Regions from separate parts of the Anser cygnoides genome. Here region 1 is linked to region 2. The links are chromatin contacts, called in public Hi-C maps. All regions are on one chromosome and are shown on one strand. Each heading gives the region's core, a stretch centred on a gene start, on an enhancer-like site or on the middle of the called end of the contact. The rest is flanking DNA. Distances are from core to core; before and after follow the strand shown.

The links. Hi-C and Micro-C count contacts between places; a contact is called where the count stands out from the background.
Region 1: a contact with region 2 is called in a Hi-C map of liver, with 1.8 times the contacts expected there. The contact joins the promoter of ACSBG2 here to the promoter of OAZ1 in region 2. A contact is called at or near these places in 2 of 7 Hi-C or Micro-C datasets (both in liver).

Annotation. Positions count from the first base shown.
Region 1 is chr27:5,954,271-5,959,881 of Taihu_goose_T2T_genome, reverse strand. ACSBG2 (acyl-CoA synthetase bubblegum family member 2) reads left to right here and starts at 3,198. Exons shown (of 15, transcript XM_048054086.2): 1 at 3,198-3,311. It overlaps LOC136787025 (a long non-coding RNA gene), which reads right to left. Exons shown (of 3, transcript XR_010826792.1): 3 at 1,106-2,257.
Region 2 is chr27:5,546,545-5,551,449 of Taihu_goose_T2T_genome, reverse strand. OAZ1 (ornithine decarboxylase antizyme 1) reads right to left here and starts at 3,609. Exons shown (of 6, transcript XM_048077751.2): 1 at 3,410-3,609; 2 at 1,102-1,159; 3 at 1,014-1,100; 4 at 712-884; 5 at 135-220; 6 at 1-17. The coding sequence starts at 3,525. It overlaps LOC125184497 (a long non-coding RNA gene), which reads left to right and starts at 3,740. Exons shown (of 3, transcript XR_007168605.2): 1 at 3,740-4,010.

The DNA.
Region 1 (5,611 bases), core at 1,949-4,448, 410 kb before region 2:
ACGCTTCATAAAGGTGTATGCAATATACTATTGTTTATATGTTGTGTAAAACAGTGGACAGCTTTAACCTATACCGTGTTGCTTCATAGGCCCACTAGAGTGAAGGTTTTAATGAGTATTAAAGAATAAAAAGGTATTTGAGGTATACCGTTTGCTACAGTTTTATTTATGAGAACAAAACTGCAGAAGAGTCGCCTTGCAGACTGGCTTTACTGAATCAGCTAAATAAAGGACAAATTAACACCTGGTGTCCTGGTGAAGACTCTGTGGCTTTGTTGAAGCTATGTTGATTTGTGAGAGATGAGATTTGGGTATGGATCCACACCTTAATTTGGGATTTTAGTGGGTTTTATTTTCTTTTTTCCTTCAGAGAGGCCTACACCTATTTGCTGTAGACCCTTTTCAAATGACCAGGAAGATGCTACAAGTCGTTGGTGGGAAAGATGACATGAGTTGTTGAGTTCAGAAATGCTGGTGCTATAAACAAACTCTTCTGTCTCCCTCGCTTCCTTGTGACCGCTTATTTACTGCCCTGTTTTCTCAGCACATTCATTCTTCCCATGTCGTCCTTCTTGTGGAAGCTGATGAAATGGTGCATTGGCTGCTCACCCCCCCCTCGTGTTATCTTTGAAGTCATTGACCTGAGGTGCAACTACACTTTGGGTTAAGTCACTTGCTACAAGTAACCCTGGAGTTGGAAATTTCTGAACTTTATTGGAGGAATACTAGCCCAGAATAGCTTACGGATCCAATGCCAGGGATGAACTGGGAGGGTGATGAAAGCGGTAAGTTGTGTAAACTGTCTTGGGTCATGTAAACGGGCAGATATGACTTGTTCCGTATGGCGAATGATTTAGTTAAGTAAGAAGCTAATTTCCACTCTCTCTCTCAGTGTTCACAGCTGTATTAAGAGATGTTTCTTTGGTTAGAAGAGGAAAGAATCTGCAAACTGAATTTATTCCGTTCTTCCAGGAAGCAGAGTGACTTTCTGTAGGTCACAGGAAACAGGTTTGTAACCAAAGTCGGGTGACCTGACATGCACAAACATGAAGTACCAGTGTCCCAGTCTGCGTTTATCCTGGACTTTGTTAAGGCTTTTATCTTACCTCTCTCATGTTGTGAGAGACACCTCTGTCCTTGTTGGTGTCATACTCCATCTTAGTTGATCCTGTATTATTAAGAGCTTCTTAACTTGCAGCCATCTCCTCTCCTCCCACAATCTTCTGGTGTCACTTTTAAGAGCAACTCAGCACAGTAATGGAAAGGTTTGCTCAAAGGGGAACAGTTTGCTGTGTTGTGGTTTTTGTTGTTGTTGTTTGTTTGTTTGTTTTATTATTATTTTTATTTATTTTTAGCATTTCTTGAATACCCTGTATTTGCCTGGTGTCCTCTGGAAGCTTGTTCCACAGTCAGACTCTGTAGCCAAGAACTCCTCCTCTTTCCCTCATGATCTCTCATGCTTTGGGATCTGTTTTGGGCAGGACAGCAGATGCGATAGTTCTTCAATCTGTGTCAAACTAAAATTAGAACTCCTCACTAGCATTTCACAGCTTCATTAATTTGGAAAAATCTGTATATGCTCTAATGTGTCCAAATCATTTAAACAATTAATTTAAATTGTTAGGTCTGCTTTACATATAACTTATACACAATTCATCCTGGTTGCAATTTTCATGGCATGAAAATTCAGTGAGATCAGGCTCGTGCTGGTGATCTAACCAAGTGCTGCCTGCAAAAAGCTTCCAGCCTGGTCAGGCCTAGCCAGCCAGTGCAGAAGTTCTTCTCAGGTGAGTGATTCTGCACTGCTCGGGCTTCCTTCCAGTGTTCCTTGGGCCAACTTGCTTTGGTTGCCTGGGAAATGAGAACCCTGGGACTTGCTTGAGTTAATGGATTGTATACATAGAGCCAGCAAAGGTGATACTTGATAAAGGGCACAGTCACTCTGGTGCGTTCACCGCCCCAGGAGTTCAAGCTCAACTACTCCATCTTTATTTAGAAAAGGCTAGGGCAGTCAGCACTAACAGTTCGTGTACACAAGAGCTTGCTCTTGGGACAAGGGAGGAGCTGATCCTCTGCAGGCAGCCAGAATGGCCGCTGTCCTCCTCATGGCAGATGCGTGAGCACCACCTGTGTTTCTGCATCATGTGCTTTGCTCTCCTCTGGTCCTTTGCCAGCAGCGTGGTCCCCTTTGGCTCCGGGACTGACAAGGGTTGTGCAGACACGCTGACATCTACCTCGGTAGTGTTGCAACCTTGCTCTGTTAAACAAGCAAAAAAAAAAAAAAGCAACTTGCCTAAGGTCGCTTGTTGGCTCAGGGCATTACCGAAAATAGAACTGGCTGCTCCTGCCCCATCAGTTAACCTTTGGGCTGTGCCACTGAATCTTTTTTTGGGTCTCTGAGAACGATCTGCCCCGCGTCGGCACAGAAGGTGCTACCTAGTGACTGGGGCATGACTGGGGCGGGAGGGTTAGCAGTCCTCTAAGCTCGCCGATCCGCCCAGCTCCCTGGATGCCGTCCGTGTCCTCGCTCTGCAGTGTAAATCCCCGCGTGGATCCAAACACGGCCACGCGAGGGCTTGGCCAGGCCACGCGTGGAGCGGATGAGGTTGCTGGGGCAGGGAGGGGAACAGCCCCTGGGCCTTGCGATGTGGGGCTCCAGGGCTGGCTTGGCAGCACCAGCACCGCTCCCCTCAGCACCGGCTGCGGCCCCAGCTGCGGCCCCGCTCTGCTGGCAGGAGCCCAGCCGCATCCTCCCCACCCTGTAGCAGCGGGAATAATGGCCCTGCGGGGTAGGAAAGGCAGGAAAAAGAAACACAGTTTGGAGGAATTTGGGGCTCTGCAGGCCAGCAGCAGCGATTAACGCGGGGGTGCAGCCCGGCCGCCTAACGCCACAATGAAAAGCCGGGCGCCAGCAGCTGCCAAACGACCCGGCCGCCGCTCTTCTTGTGGCAACAAAAAAAAATAAAAAAAAGAAAGAAACAAAGCTGGGCCCGGGAGGGAGCCCCCGCTTCGCCCCGCTCTCCTCTTCCAGCTCCGGGGGGCACGGAGCCCTCAGCCCCTCCCCGTTTTCCCCCTGCCCCCCTCCCTCAGCCCCTCCCCGGTTCCCCCCTGCCCCCCTCCCGCCCCCCGGTTCCCGGCTCTGAGCCCCGAGGGGTCGATGACCGCAGGTGACCCCCCGGAAGGAGGGGGCGTGGCCAAGAGCGGCGGGGCCACGCCCCTTCCAGTCCCGCGCGCCCTTAAGGGGCCCCGCGTGGCGGCGCGCGGCAGCCGCGGTGGGGGGCGTCTCGCGCGCGCGCGCTCCCGCTCCTGAGGTAACGGCGCGTGCGCGGGGCGGGCCGGGCCGGGGGGAGGCGCGCGCGCGGCGTGCGTGAGGGGAGCGGGGGCTGGGGGAGGGGCGGGCGGCTGCCAGCAGCGGGCCCTTGGGGGGGCTCCGGGGGGGGCTCCGGGGGCCCGCGCTGTGGAGACGCCCAGAGCCCGCCTTGGTGCCCCCGCTGGCCGGGGGGATGCTGACTCGGTCTCCGGAGGTTCCTCCAGCCCCAGCCGTGCCCTGGTGCCGTGCCCGAAATGCCCGGGGATGCCTCGGTAGCAGCGGTGCCGCCAGGTCCGGGCCTGGCTGGCCCCGAACAGCGGTGAAATAAAGCCCTGGGTGCGGTGGGGGCTGGCAGGGGCGCACCTGCCGCGTCTCAAAACGCGTTTCTGTGCCTCATTTCTGTGCTGCTTGTGCGCGTGTGAGGGAATTTCCCTTCACAGCCCGCTGCGTGCAGATCACGCAGGAAAACGAATAGCAGTTTCGGAAAAGAGGAACTCAGAAAGCGGCCCTCTGGTGACTCACAGTGGGGAATTCACCGAAAATATCCCAGCGCTCTGGAGGAGCGAGCTGCGTCAAACTCGGAGCAGCCGGTTACGTGCTGGCTGACGTGGCGGAGGGACCGCATGCCCTGGGCTCTGCCCTGCGCTGAGCCCTCCGGCCCTGCGGTGCTGGCACATGCCGGCCCTCTTCTGGGGGCAGGAAAGCCGTGGGTCCGGCTGCCAGAAGGATTTTCCATAGCTAAACCTATTTACTGAAGGTCTTGCCATGGGCGGCTTCATTAACCTGAAATTCAGCTCTCTGAAAGCACTGCAGCAGAGTCGTCGAGAGTCTGCATCGTGTGCTCACCCTGCGGGGGCTGGGGTTTATTTCCCCCGTGCTTTTCCTGCAGCACTTCACCACGCTGGCCTGTGGTCAGCGGGGCTGTCCCGGAGAAAACTTCTGGTGCTTAGAAGCTTATAACGCTGCCTCTTTAAAAACAAAGTTTATCTAGGAGAGGAAAAGCGGGTTGCTCGGCGGCTGTTTCCTCACTTAATAAATCTTCAGGGAAAACAAAAAGGTCAAGTTTCAATTTGGGTGGAAAACTGGAGAGGGAGGGAGATAATGCGGCGGTCTCCTCGAGCTGGTTTGCGCAACAAAAACTGGACAGGATCAGAGGTGCTGCCCGTATGAGCACAAGGAAAATAAAACAGTAACCGGGAGAAAAGGGGGCCTGTGCTAGCAAATGTTAGGATGACTGATGAACACACGCAGCAAGCGTAACTTGAACTGCTGTTTTTGAGGCTGTGTGTGTGTTTTGAGTGAAGGCACGTTCAGGCTCAGTTATAAACAAAATGTTCACCTCTGTAGCTGTGGCTGTCACAAGTGTGCCTGCAGTCCAGCTCTGCAGCGCTTTCTGTGGATAGTTCACATCCTTCCAGCCCTTGCAGGAAACAGCTCGCCCTCCAAGCAGAAGGTGGTTTGCAGTCAGATGGCTTAAGCTTTCACACAGCTGTAATTACAAGGGCGGTTGCTTTCACCAGGCTTTTGTTTGGGTGTGTGTTCCTCATGTTCCTACCAACTATGGCATGTTAGTGTGTTACTTCCCTTAGAAACAGCGTGTGGCAAGAGAGGATAGCTCCTGATCCTGCTCACCCGCCCATCGAGCTACCATGAGAGTCGAGTCAGGCTCTGGTGAGCGCCTGTGCGTCTTCCCTGTCTTCCAGCGGCTTGTGTAGCGCAGCTGGGGAGGTGACAAAGCATCGCGAGAGGAAGGGCTGTTGCTACATTGCTTAGCAGAGCTGATCAGAGTATATGTAGTGGCAATTGGTTTGTTTCTAACCGAAATTTGTTACAGAAAATGAACTACCGTTGTGGGATCCCTGTGGCCTGTGTTCACAAAGAGAACTTGCACAGCTAGGTTGCACTTCAGCTTTCTGCTTGTGTGCTTATGTTTCATGGCACAAGTGTCCTTGGGACAAGTGTCCAAAAATTCCGCTACTGCTTGTGCGTGCTGGTGCAACTCTTCTCTCGGTGTCGGGGGCCACGTGGCACTGACATGTGGATTCTCCTTGAAAAACCCAGTCTGCTGGGCATGGTGGAGGCAGTGATAACCGCGGTGCATCTCCCAGGACCTGCAGGCTGTGCAGCCTCATGTCTGTGCTCTGCGTGCCATATCCAGCCTGCTTGCGGATCCAGCAGGGACACCCTGTCCTCGGGGTCACCCCCGGGATGTGTGCTGCAGCGGGGGCAGGCCCTGTGGCTGCTGGTTCCAGTAAGTTCTTTCTCCTCTCAGGACTCCCCGAGAGACGGAGGGGTGGTGGT
Region 2 (4,905 bases), core at 2,360-4,859:
AGTACGGAGCAATGCAGCTAGAAAAAAAAAAGAAAACATTTCATTCTCTTGGTATCAAATAACAGTTAAAAGTTTCCACCAAAACCAACTTCAAATATTGCATTAACATCTTTAGTGACAGTGCTAACACCTACCTCTATCATCTCTGTTCTTGTGGAAACAAATGAACACATGATCAACTCGAAGCTGTTCTTCAGCAAACTCCAGAAGAACTGCAAAACTACGAAACAAATGCAAGGCATTCAATGCACATGAGCAAGCGCTTCCTTCAGGGGTGGGTAGCAAGGCCCCACGAACCCACCTGCACACATTACAAGCACAAGTAGCAGGCATGGGTTGGAGACCCACACCAACGAGAAATCCCCAAGCCATAGCTATAACTTGAGACACAAATTTAAATCTTAATTACACAAAAAAATGTTTTTTTTTGTTGCAGCTAAAGGGAGAACTGCAGTGACGGACTCAGAACCAGAATGGTATTTTCAGTGGATAAAAGCAACCACCACTACCACGAATGCGATTTGAAATCAGATCTTTGCCCTTGATTTTGCCTGACAGAACAAGCAGATGAAGCTCTCAGATCAGGATCACTTAGTTGTAGTCTCTTACAAGAGAGCATCAAGCACCATGAGCAGACTGAAGAGAACATCAACAGTACAATGCTAGATCTTCAAGACAAATCAAACTCAAGTTGCATTTTATTCTACCCACCTGTCCTTGCTCCCTTCAGGCAGAGCACCACTGGGAATTTCTATATAGAGGTTGTTGTTGTTCAGCACTGCTCTCCAACTAATGTGTTTGGCATCTGTAAGCCTTGACTGGACATTCAGAATTCTTGTCCTGTTATTAGATGTTAGTTCTTCTGTTACATTCAGCCGATTATCCTGTAGCAGTAATACGTGCAACATTACTTCCAGTTCATTTTGGAGAAGATTTAACTCCCATTAAAAGGGCTGGGACAAGAAAAGTTTCCCACCTACCAGAGCAAGTTGCTTAACATTACTCATACTCACCGAGTAAAATAAATTAGCTGAAAGATTGTGATCCCTCTGACTATTCCCTCGCCCACCTGGGATCTTCAGGGGTGGGTGAGGGACATCAGGAGCACCACCGAGGCCCCGGACCCAGGTTACTACAGCAATTGAAGGGAACCCTGGAACTAGAAAAGAATCACAGTTAAAGGTAAACAAGCAGCAGTGTTAGAGCCCTGGGAATTCTAGGTTTTACAGGGATTAGAGGGCACAGTTTTGTAGACTGAGGGAACTCCTCCCACTGCAACCTAGTCAAGTAGCAAGACAAAAGAACATACAGGCCAAGCACGAGAACATCACCTAAAGCCCAGATCTGCAGGCATCAGAAAGCTACTACTGTACTATACTGAATGAAATACTAGCTTGGAGATGAAAATACTCTCAACTTGGTATGAAGTACACTTCTGTATCATGGCAGCTGTATGTTTGACCTGATCTCAAGAAAGGAACCATTTCACTACCACGTATGCAAAATCCCATTTTCTTCCCCACCCTGGAAATCGTTTTTCCCTGTGATATACAGCCTTAATTACATTAGATCTTTGCATCAGCTCTTTTGGCTTGAGGTCAGAAAATTACATTAAATAGCCTCGCAGAGGACACTATCTCAAATGTTATCAGGCAAAGCTCAGAAGCAAGCTCTCGAGTTTCAACTTAAAGACCACATCTGATGATTTGGAAATCTCCAAGTCTTTCTACTGACTGACTTTTGGAGCAATTATACCTTGCTTAGCCACATTCAGTGTTTAAGGTGAAGAATGTTATCTTCAGATATGAAACATTTCTTCTGTGTGTGCTGTTTCATCCCATCTCTAAGCCTGCTTGGCTGTGAATAAGCCTTCTACTGTAGGAACAGCAATCGCTGTGCCGCCTGGCCCCTCCCTCTGCACCATCCTTCACCCTGCAGGCTCACTCTTGAGTTGCGTCATCTCAGCAGATGCAGCAATCGAGGCCCTTAGGGAAATTTTCACAATCGTCCTGTCTGTGAGTGCCAGCAGCCATTTGCAAATCAGAATAAACATGTACAAAATAATCCACCATTTTGCACAGTTCATACGAGTTTAATTTTTAATGAGCTTGGAATCTGTGATGAATAATCCGTATTAGAAAGGCAATGAATAGCCATATAGGTCAAATATTAAATGCCAGAAGGCATTAGTAAGCACAGCGGCTATGAAGCTATTAAACTAAAAATTATAATGTGCTCAATCTCAATTAAATGTGTTCAATCCATTATTTTAGACTCTCTGAAATGATTTTAATACTAGCATTACTTATTTTATTTCAGAATGATTGCAGATCTACGTATTCCTAATTAGCCTTACAAATAAGCCTTTGAACACCTTGTTCAGAACTGTGCAGTAGTAATCCTTTATGATTTCACCTTTCACCCAATGAAAAGCACTATATAATGAAGGCTGTCTACAGTTTATAACTGAGAATATATTTTCGTGATGTTTGGGTAATCTTACTCCTCTTGAAAAAAAAATCACCTCTCTTTAACCTGCAGTTAAGTATAAAAACAGCTTTCTGTAGCATTCTAGGGCTGGTCTCACAATGCACACACCAGGTCTGTTCTTCACTCTCTTTATTCAGGGCAGACCCACGTCCTAAGCTTCCATCACTGCAGCCCCGTCACCCCGATCCAGATCTCTTCTCCCCAGCATCTGTTAGGATTGTTTAATCCTTCCGTTGGCTTTTAAATTGAGAGCTCCCGTAACAGCCTTACGTTCTGCTTTAGGCTCAGCACCTCGATTACTTCTCCAGAATATCTGCGCTTACGTAAGGGGCTAACAGCTTCCAGCCCTTTCCCCTCTCTGCCTAATCCTGCCTTTTCTCCCCCTGGGGGCCGTGCCTTTTGTCTTCAGGAGCCTTTTCCCCCCGTTACCCCGCCGGGGAGGGGGGGGTACGGCGGATCAGCCCCCCGAGGGGCCGGGGGTGCCCTGCCCCAGCCTTCCCCCCTCGGCTGAGCCCAGCGCGGGGCCGGGGCCTGCCGCTAACGTGGCACCGCGAGGGGGCTCGGGGGGCGCCTGCCCGGGCCCGGCTGTGTGTGAGGGGGGGGCTCGGACGTGTCCCCTGGCACGGCTAGGGGCGTAACCGACCTTACGGCGCTGCCTTAGACGTCTGAAAATTAAGAAACAATAGTAATTTTTTTTGTATTTTTTCCCCTCCCCCCCCCCCCCCCCTTCTTTTACGGGGGAGGAGGCCAGGCCGCAGGGCCCGCCCCCACCACGGAGCAGCCCTGCCCCCGGTCCGGGGGGGAGGAGGAGGAGGAGGAGGAAGAAAACCAGAGCCGGCGGGGGAGGAGGGGGGGGGGGAGTGGAGGCAGCGGCGAACGCCCTGCGGTGCAAAGGCTGAGCGAGGCCCCAGCCCCTCACCTGCTCTGTCCGGTACTGAGGCTCAGCACGGCGGGCATGATGGTGCTTTTATTCCCCTCTTTCTCTCTAGCGAAGCAGTGACTGTTGAGTATCCGCTGCAGGGAGGATTTCACCATCCGGCCGCTCTGGTCCGAACCCCGAAACCCTCCGCTGCCTCCCGCCGGCCGCTCTCCAGGCGCTGCTACACAAAATGGCACCCCGGCCGCAGTGGGTCCTTATATACCCTCTGTGCGGCCACGCCCCCCCATGTGGTACCGCCCCCCCGGAGCAGACCACGCCCCCGAACAGGAAAGAGCTCCCGTGCGGGAACGGCCCAACTGTCACTTAGAAAGCCTCGCTTCCCATTGGCTAAAGGGAGAGCGGGGGCGGAACATCGAGCTCTTTCCCTATTGGCCGACAGCGCGAGGAGTTCGGCGCTGGTTGGAAAGGCGACGAGACTGGGAGTCACGGAGAGCTCCGATTGGCTACGCCTCCGCGGGTGGGCGGGATCTGGCGGGGCGGGGCGGGGCTGGGCTGGGAGGCTTCGGTACGGTGTCGCAACCCTCGCTGATCGCAGGGACGCCGGTTCGAGCCCCGCGTCCGGCGCCTCCGCCTGGCTGAGGTAAACTGCGGGGAAAGGGAGGGGCCGGGCCGCGCCTGGCGCATGCGCGGCGGGGGGGGAGGGGAGAGGCGGTGTCCCTGAGGGTGCCCTCAGCGGCCCGTAGGCTTGGGGCCCCGATAGGTCCTACAAGGGGATGGCTCCTGCGGCTTCAGGCTTGCCCTGCATGGGCATCATAGAATTAATAGAATGATTAGGGTTGGAAAAGACCTCCAAGATGAAAATTCCCCTCCCACCACTATCGCCAACTGAACCGCGTCCCCAAGCACCACATCCAACTTCTCCTTAAACACCCCCAGGGACGGTGACTCCACCACCTCCCTGGGCAACCCGTCCCAACACCTGACTGCTCTTTCTGAGAAGTAATGCCTCCTAATTTCCAACCTCAACCTCCCCTGGTGCAACTTGAGGCCATTCTCTGTAGTCCTATAGGCTGGATGCTGAGAGAAACGTCAAAAAAAAATAATTAACCAGTCACCCAAGTACAGGGCGGGGAGTCCCAGGAGGAATAGGCCGGGAGTGTGACCTCTTTTTGGTGCGCCCATCCTTGGTTGATGCTAGAATCGCAACGTCGCGTTTACCTTCAGTTTGTGTTTTATTCTGGCCACTGTGCGGTGTATAATTTTCAAGTTGTCTGGGTAGTGACTCTTAGTAACCTGAACAGAAAAAAGCCTCGTGCTGTACCTTCAATGAGGAAGCAAATAAAGGCTGGTTATTTACATAGCAGACGCTAACCTGCTCCCCGAGCCCCGTGACGAACCGTAAAGCTCCCCTGATAACTTGCACGGCGCTTCTGATCTCCTGCAAGCGCTGTGGGAACCCGAGGCTTCGAGGCACAGCTGCGTCTTTGCACCCCACTGCGAGAGCAAGGTCTGAAGGAAAGGCTGAGTGTTTCAGA